Regions from separate parts of the Gossypium arboreum genome. Here region 2 is linked to region 1. The links are chromatin contacts, called in public Hi-C maps. All regions are on one chromosome and are shown on one strand. The core of a region is the stretch at or near the end of the contact, and the rest is flanking DNA. Distances in the headings are between cores, read along the strand shown.

Evidence for each region. Hi-C and Micro-C count contacts between places; a contact is called where the count stands out from the background.
Region 2: a contact with region 1 is called in a Hi-C map of leaf, with 2.6 times the contacts expected there. The contact joins the promoter of LOC108478405 here to the promoter of LOC108479766 in region 1.

Annotation. Positions count from the first base shown.
Region 1 is chr12:90,278,319-90,283,241 of ASM2569848v2, reverse strand. It overlaps LOC108479766 (AT-rich interactive domain-containing protein 1), which reads right to left and starts at 2,278. Exons shown (of 3, transcript XM_017782543.2): 1 at 1,935-2,278; 2 at 323-1,443. The coding sequence starts at 1,435.
Region 2 is chr12:90,137,386-90,142,308 of ASM2569848v2, reverse strand. LOC108478405 (brassinosteroid-responsive RING protein 1-like) reads right to left here and starts at 1,966. Exons shown (of 1, transcript XM_017780861.2): 1 at 1,163-1,966. The coding sequence starts at 1,806. The coding sequence ends at 1,294.

The DNA.
Region 1 (4,923 bases), core at 1,029-3,528:
AAAATACAATCTCACTCGTAATATAAGAGCCTCTCAGTACTTTATCAACAATGGCTAATTTTGCTACTTTCCTTTTCTAGCACCAAGATGGATGACATGCAGCTGATCTTATTAATCACAAGGAAGTAAAAATGCATAATGGAGCATTTTCAAGCAAACTACCTCCACAGCATTCAATGAAATTGAAATTTAAGAATGATATAAATTATTCTAAGATCAATTAACAAAATAAACAATAAAAGGAACAGGTGATAAGTATATTAACATCTAGCTTGAATTAATGAACAAAATGCAGGCAAGCTTAGAAAAGGCTGATGCGTACCTGCAAATTGGACTGGCCAGCACTTGAACTATCATCCTTTCTTCCAAAGGCAGCTTCCCGAAACAATAAAACCTGCTTCCAAAGTTCTTCACTCCCATAAGCCGTCCATTTTGAACTCTCTGGTAATGAACCAACCACCAAAGCACAAGGATCCTTTGCAACCTCGTTAACCCAATTAAGCATTTCCCATGTAGAATCCCGTTTTCGCTTATGAGATGAAAAGTTTTCCTTAATGCTGTTTGAATCTAATATCATAACATCATCATCATCAACAATATCCGTGTATTGCTTACATTCAACACAATCCTCATCCTCGTTACACATTGAGTTGGTGCCACTTTTCGCCATATCGGAAGGCATATCATCTACATCGATTAAAATGAACCTCTTTTCACACTCCGAATCAACCACCGTACTCTTTAGATCATCATCATTCTGCAAATTTTCAACCAACGTACTCTTTAGATCATCATCATTCTGCAAATTTTCAACTTCCTCATAACGTAAAACCCTCTTTGTCAAATCGATACGCATAGATTCCTCCCCTTTTACGCACTTATCTCCTCTATCTGACCCTGCCACTATACTCTCCTCAACTTGTGAATATTCCATAACTTTCTTCTTCGATTCCAACAAAAACCCTTTAAGCTCAGCTCCCAACTCCATCAAATGACCACTACAATTCGATTCAATCTTCGAGTCTTCACTTTGAAAAAATTGTTCCAACCATCTCTCTAATGAAACTAAGTACTTAACATAAACTAACTTAAGAGATGAAGCCACATTTAAATCAAACCCAGATTCTTTAGCAACCAAATCCCATAACCCACTTTTTGAAACAGCATTGTACCCACCATTCTCACTTACAACCAAGAAAAGCTTAAACAAATCCACAGGTTGCCCATCTGCAAGCAATGGAGGAAGAGGCCGATAGCAACCTTGGGCACAAACCTCTTTTAAAAACAACCCAAGAAACTTGTTAAACCAGAACCTAATCTTATCAGGTTCAGATTTCAAAAACAATCCTTCAGAAAAGGGATCGAGATCGACCAAAGCTGGCTCGAGTTTTTCTAGGGTTTTAGCGCAATCTAGTGAAGACCCATCAGCTCTCATAGACCACCCTGCCATGGATTTCGAATTCAAAACCTAAAAACAAATAATTCTTTGTATATTTGTATAATCATTCATTCTTTCACCAAAAACGCAAAATAAATAAAATTTTGGGGGACCAAAACGAAATAAAAACAAATTAAAAAAAAAAACTCACAACTGAAATATTTAGATTTTAAATACCAACTAATCATCTGGGGTCTTGCATGCTATCAATTTTTTGGCGGAAAAAATGAAAATTAATAATCTAGGGTTTTGATTTGTGAATTTTGGTTTTGTCCCGCGCTTTCTCTCACTTTCTCTTAATTGCAGATGGAGCGAAAAGAGGAAAAACGGCTTTAGAATTTTTCTTCAGGGGCTAAATTACAAGGTTTTACAGATACAAACCCTTGAATAGAAAATCCAAGATTCTCAAACAATTTTGAATTTCTCTTATAAAAATTTAGACTAATTAAACAAAAAATTTCAAAAATAAAGAGAGAAAATTGAAAAATAAACATACCAGTATTATATTTTTTTCCTTTTGGCCCCTTTGGGGTGTGAAAATAAGCAAGGATTTTCGATAGCCCCTCCCTTTAGACTCCCTTTGCCTTTGGGGTTTTTTTTCTTTTTCACCCCTCAAATTCTCTCTTTTGCTACTTTTTTTTCTACCCTTTTCTTTTTAGGGTTTTTTTATTAAGCCCCTCTCTTTTTGCTATTTTTTTCTCTCTCTTTGGGGTTTTTTTTTTTCAAATCTTAAAAGAAAAAAAACTCTTTGGGGGTGAATAATGAATGTGTTAAATATATATATAGGAGAGAAAAAAAGTATGGGCAAGTTTTTGAGTAGGGTTTCAAACAAAGTCCCCCACCCCCAAACCCTTTATTTTATACTAGTTATTTGTCATGATTGGTTAACCTTTGGTTAATTAATAACCATGGGTTGAGGGGATAGTTTGGTAATTTAAAATCTCAAGAATAATAAAAGTTTTTGAGGAAATAAAGTTTGAAAAATTTTTAAATATTTTTTTATAAGTTTTTTAAATCTCACAAGTGAGTGACAACTCATATCTTTTAAAGTATAGTAAAAATAAAACTCGTTTATATTTGAGAAGCATCGTAATTCGAATCTCATCAGAAGTCTTATTTAGTGATAGATCTGAAACCATCGGCTTTCTTTAAAACATAATCTAACTATTAGATTGTTTTTTATTAGTTTTCTTTAAAGCTTTATCTCATTAATAGTCTTATTTAGTGAGAGATTCAAATCAACACAATTAACTCTCTTTAGATCTTGAATTGAGATAACTTTTTTCCTTATAAATATTTTTGTGAATATTTTAACTAATGAAATTTTATACATATTTGGATGAAATCTTTTTCTTAAACATTTATAAATTTGTGATATAATTTTTGTTAATGATTTATGGGGAGAGATTCACTTATACAAGTTTTATACCATTCCATAACTTTTATATGAGTAATATTTTAACAATCTAACCGTTAAATTTATTAATGTAATAGTACTTGTCATGCATCTAAATTTTTAAATCAATCGATATTTTTATCATATCGATTTAAAATATTGTCTATATTAATATACATTTAACAGTTGAATGTTTTATTTTACACGATTATTTATATTTTCCCATGATTTATACATCGCAAAAGATGTTATATTTTTATTTTATATTATTATTTATGAATTTGAAATAATTTGTGTTTATACAAATTTTTTAAAAATATACTAGATATTTGTTATTTAGTTATAAAATTGGATATACATATTTATCCTTATCTTCATGATTTTATGTATATACCCATATAAATAAAATATCAAACACAGAAGAGCTTTTTTTTTAATATTCTCATTTTAGACTTTGATAATATCTTCTCTTTGACACAATATTTAAAACTATTCAAAGCTCATCATCAACCCATAAATAGGAGGATAATGTGCTTTAACTACTCGAACCCACATCCTCCTACATTGACAACAATATTCATGTTAATCGAGTTAAAATTCAATTTGCAACACAAAAGAGTTTTTAAATTAAGGTGTTTGATGAAATGTTTAAAAATTTGAATTGAATTTTTTAATATTTAATTTTTAAAATGTTTTGATAATTATATTAGATTATATATATAATATAATAAGGTATATAAACATTAAAATTATAATAATAGGTATCTATTTTTTATTTAATTTTATATTTTTTAAAGATAAATTTTATAATTTTTCATTTATGTTTCAAAAAGCACATTTACATTTAAAAAAAAAAACTAAAAGCAATCCTAAAAATTTTAATAGATAATAATTTTAAATATTAAGTTGTAATTTTAATTAGACTTGTCCATAGGCCAGGCCGGGCTCGAAAGGTGAGGGATTTGGATAAAAATATAGGTCCGAAAAATGAGTTTTGAAAAAAAAATAAGACCTATTTTTAGGTAAGCTTTTTTTGGCCCGAGCTCAACTCGACCTAACCTGAATTTGCAAAAAAAAATTAAAATTTGTTTTTGTTTTTTTTATTGTTTTGCCATATTTTTTCATTGTTTTGCTACCATTTTGCTTTCATATTGCTACTATTTTGTTATTATTATTTGGATATTGTATAACTCTTGTTTTATTAGTAATTTTGCTACTATTTTAGATGTATTTACTTGCTAAATTGCATTTATATTAGTATTATTAAACATATTTTTTATTTTTTCAATTTGTTGAGAAACATTTATTTTAATGTATTTGGTATATTTGATGTATTATATCTTTTAAATTTATTTTATATAAAAATAATATAAGAAATTTTAATAAGAGCGGGCGGCTCGGGCTCAAGTTTTAACATTTTTATCTGGGGCTTGAGCAAAATTTTAAACCTATATTTCAAAGTTGGGCGAACCTAGGATTAGAAAACGAGTCCAAATTTTTTACTTGATGACTCAGCCCATGGACAACTTTAATTTTAATTAGATAGTTGAAAATTTTAAAATTTAGAAAAATATTTAATAATATAAAAATTAATTAGATGATTTATCAATTTGATTTAACTTGAATATTTATTTATATATTATCCATAAAATTATTTTTAAAATTTAGTTAAATATTTAATTAAATAATAAAGATAACTTGAATAAAATTATTTTAGCTATTTTTATATAAGCTTATTTTAACATTAATTATCTTTTTACTTTCAATAATCATAAATCTATTAAAATTATATTTTAAAATTAAATAATAATTATCTTTAAATTTGAATTACCTACCAATAACTCTATAAATACGGTTGTAAAAACTTTCAATTTTAATTACCTACGCCCGTGTGCGGGCACATGCCCGTGTGGCCAGGCCGTATGGTACCAACAATCATCGAAAATCCCAAATTTCTAATTGCACACGGCCGTGTGGCCACCCGTGTGGTCACGAAACCACACCGAAACAGGCTGCAAAATATGCCTTTGATGTCGAAACGATCCCCAACCCTCAATTACACAGAAACACACAAAAAACACTCAGAATT
Region 2 (4,923 bases), core at 717-3,216, 140 kb after region 1:
AACATTCAAGTTGTAAGAACCATAAATGGGAAACTTTTATCCCTTTTTGCTTTTTAGTTATGCACCAAATGCCCTAAAGTTGATTATGAGTTTGGTTAAATTTCAATTTCAATTTAGAAATAGATTATTCAAATTTTTATATTATAATATTATATATTAACTTTTATATGATATAGACTACCGATATATAAATATAAAATGTAGTCTTTTTTTTAAATATCGTTTTCTTTTTACTCTTTTTAATTTAATAATTGTTAAATTGAATTATATAACTTTTGTATTAATAAAATTTCACATAACCAATATCATAATCATGGAATAAAAATATTGAGCATGGGAAATCTTAAAAAATTTAGCCGCTCAATTTTTTAAAATCAAATATTAATTTTATCAGCGACGACATTAACCTCCAAACTGGTTGTTGGTCCACTCTATTTTATTTCACTGTAATCTTTTATTTATATTTTAACTTTAGTTTTAATCCATTCTATTTTCTTTGAAAACTTTGGTGGTTATTATTTTAATCAACACTATCCAAGTTTTGTTGTTATTCAACCTATTTTCTCTTAAATTTTCATGGTTATTATTTATTTTATTTTCTCAAAATTAGAAATGTTTTTGGTTTTAATTTTTAATTTATAATCATGTTCTAGTATGAAATTTGTCAAGATAAGGTATTAAAATTATTCTCAAAAATCTTCTCTTATTATATGTCCATGTCTTTGCATTTTATTTCCATGGTTCTTATTAATAAAAATATTTTATTCAAAAACATGTTGAACGTGACGTTCTAAGTAGGGATGTTCAAACTTCGGTTAAAACTAAATTAATCGATTTAATTCGGTTAATCGATTAGTAGCCTAACTTAGTTCATCGGAGGTCGATTAATGGATTTTAAAATTTCAATTATGTAGTGTTTCAATACATAAAATTTCGATTATTTTAGTTAACTTTCAAGGAAAAATATATATATCGGTTAATTTCAATGTATTTTCTTATATGTTTTAAAAAAATAAAACATATAAATTTCGATTAATTTAATCGATAATCAATGTATAATAAAAATAAAGAAAATAAAATGCGAGCAAAATTATAGGTATAAAAAGAGTAAGAAAAATAAAATGGTGGATTTTATTGAATTCTTAAGAACCCAAAAATCATATTTTTAACCTAAAACTTATCAAATTCTTTTCGAATATATAAAATTTAGCCTAAAAAAGGGATAATCTTTTGATCCGTGTACATTTATAATGTACAATTTTTTTCACTAAACTAAATGGATAACACAAAAATTTACAACCCGGCAACGGAACCGTACTCACTGTAAAAATCGACGATTCCAGAAGCTGCCCAGAGCCGTTGATTAAACTCAGCTTGCATCTCATCAGGTACAAACGATGTCCTACAAAGCGGACACGTCACCTGATCGTGATCCATCCAGCGGTCTAAACACGTTCTATGAAAAACATGCTTACAATTCTTCAACCACCTGATCTCTTCCTTTCCTTCGAACTCGCACAAGCAAACGGCGCAACTCTCCGGCGGATCACCACCACCGACCACCGCTAGTTCCTCGAACTTTACGACGGGTAGGATTTCACGGATCAAGAGAGCGGATACCGGCGGTTTAAAAGGTGTGGTTCGGGTCGGGTTTTCCGGCCAAACGGTGTCGGTTTCGAGGAAATCGGAGAGTCCGAGGTAATTAAAAAGTGAGAGGATTAGGTTTCTGATGAAACCCAAAAACGATAGCGTGTGAACGAAGAATTTGGGTACGAAAACGTCTGTGTAAACCACAGGGAATCCCATTGATGAACAAAAAAATAATAATAACAGAAAATTAAAAAAAAAAACAGAATAAATTATAAAGAGAGCTATTGATTTGGGTATTTATAGAGAGAGAAAAGAGGAAAAACGAGTGAAGGAGAGAGATAAAAAGAAAAGGAAGCTTCTGCTTTTTTTCAGAACTAAATTCTAACTGATCGAGTCACCGGCTGTGACGTGGGTAGGGAATTTTTGGTGGCGCGATGAAAGGCCTAAATATGAGTTTGGTCCCTTTACTTTGTTGAAATTTGGTGAAAGTACCTCGGAGATCCCCATATCAAATTAGTTCCTCTATTATTAAATACATCAATTTAGTCCATATAATATTAAAAAGAATCAAATAAAGCTAAATTGAAATAGAGTTAACATTTACTTTTTGAAAAACATCCTCTACTGTTTAACGAAGGTAATATTTTTAAAATTCTTTTTATGATTTTGTAAATGAAATTTTTGTTTGGAATTGAATCGCAATTGAAAAAATAATTAAAGATATTTTTATACAACAAATGTTAAATTTGTTACAATTTGAACTTATTCAATTCTTTTTAATAGTATAAGGACTAAATTGATCTATTTAATAATAGAGAGAATAGCTTGATATAGTCCATATAATATAGGGATCTTCCAAGTGCTTTAACCATTGAAATTTCAAATTTAATTTTTCCATTTTAATTCCGGATTAAATTTTTTTTTTTTGGGTAATGTTAGTGCAAATATAAATATAAGCACAAACATGATGTAATTATATACATGTCTCAACAACTACAAAACCAATACACGGTACAAATGGCTAAAGAACTAAAATATAACAAAACAAAACTTACACATGGCGACTACTCACGGTGAAACTGGAGACTAATTTATTGCATTTATAATATAATATAACTCAAATTTAAACAAATTAATCCATATGGCATGCATTTTTAATAAAAAGAGAAAGAGGTTACCCATCTATCATTATTAACGGTGTTAATTGTTTGGATCTATTATCCAATACTATAAGAATAGAAGATATCAAATTAAAATAAAAGGACCAAAACTAAAATTTTAACAAAGTAGAGGGACCAAACCAAGAAATAGACCTAGAGTGAAACAAGGAGTAAACTAAGGCTACCCACTATAAAGTAAGAATATGTAAGAAAAATAGCACACGTGTCACGTGGCGTAAATGGAAGGGGTGAGGAATTGAGTGAAACGCGGGATACGCCAAATCCACCAATAAATAATTAAATAAATTAATAATTATTTTATAAGTATATCAATTACTAATGGGTATTATATTTTAAAAATAGAATATAAATTACAACAGCACTTTGGTAGAATGCTGGATTTGATGTTAATTAAATTTTGATTCCATTTTTTTTTATTGTATCATGAGTTTGGTTGATAATATAATAAAGAGTTAATATATTATTTGGTATTCATATTTAGCTTTAATGTTTAAATATTAATTTAATATTTGAGTGTTTTGTTTTAATTTAATATTTAAATTTAATTTTAATATTCAATTGACACTTAAACTAAACTATAGCACGTAGTCGAATAAATATTTGACATTTATGTTCTAGTAAAAAAAAGATATAGGTACTTAAAAAATTTAATTACCAAATTAAGCATTCAAGTCAAATATAAGTAAAAATAGTAAATCAATTTTATAATAAATGTTTTTTATTTTAATTATTATAAATTATATTTATTTATTTTACACAACATCTAAAACTACATGTAACTTTTCCTCAAATTATAAATAAAAGATTAAAACTCACGTCCCATTACATTGGACTTAGTGACAATATACCATATATTTAATGGATTATTATTAAATAATAGAATACTACATGATGGGCCTTCTTGCATTTTATACAAACTTTCAATTTTGCAATGATTTATTATTATTTTTAGAAGGACCACAATTATTAAAAAGAAAAAATTAGAGTCTAGATTTGAGGTTTTTGTGACAAGGTTCCCAGAAAACAAGGATTTAAAGCTGCAAAATCAGACTTTTTTTTTTTTATCATGTTTCGAAACTGTCCATCCTATCACTAATGATTGTCTGCAGGCCTCACTTTTTAATAATGGTTAAAATATGTTGTTAGTCCTTGTACTTCTATAGATTTTGATTTTTAGTTTTTATACTTTGAAAGTTAAAAGTTTAATCCTTTTACCGTTCAATTTATAAATCCTAGTCCAATTATTATTTTCATTCGAGTATTTTTGCTAAAATTTGTTAACATAGTATGTTTATTTTGGTTAAAATATGTCATAAGTCATTGTACTATTTATAAATTTATATTTTAGTCCTTATGCTTTTATTTTTAAGTCCATCCACTTTTCAAATTTTAAAATTCATCTTTATATAACTATAGGTGTTTTTATCGTTTTACAATTTGAGAACCCTAAAGTTCAAGTTCTTGATATTTTATCGTTTTAGTCCTTGATATTTTTTTGAAAACCCTAAAGTTTAGGTTCTAATCTGTGAACTATTGCCAAATTTACAGGCTAACTTAGAAAAAAAAGTGCCAAGGTCATGGACTAACTTGGATGAAAAAAATTTCGATCCAATATAAAAATTATTGTCAAGTTCAAGTCCCAAATAACGATTTAATCCTTTTTTTAAAAAAGGAAGAAAAAATAATGAATAACATCAACCTTGTCCAACCAACAGGAAATCATAGGTGGGTTATGGACTTAGGGTAACGTCCAATTGAAAGTGAATCAATGAAAAGTGGGGGAATGCATTCCCTCCTTATTCATTGAATGGTAAACTATTCATTTGTTTGGTTGAACGTAATACTAATCCAATGGAATGAACATTATTTCTCTGTTACTTGTCTTTTCATAATAGTTATTCTTTGGTATCACCAAAGAATAGTTATTCCATACAACATTGAATAACAAAAAAAAAAATTCAAGTTAGTCCTTTAAAACTTGGACTTAGAAAATATAAAATAAAATATTTGAAATATTTTAATATAATTTAATATAAAATATTTAATTTTAAAATATAATTTTAAATAAAATATTTTAATAAAATTTAATATAAAAATATTATTAAATTATATATTTTATTTTTATTAAAATATATTTAATAATAATTATATT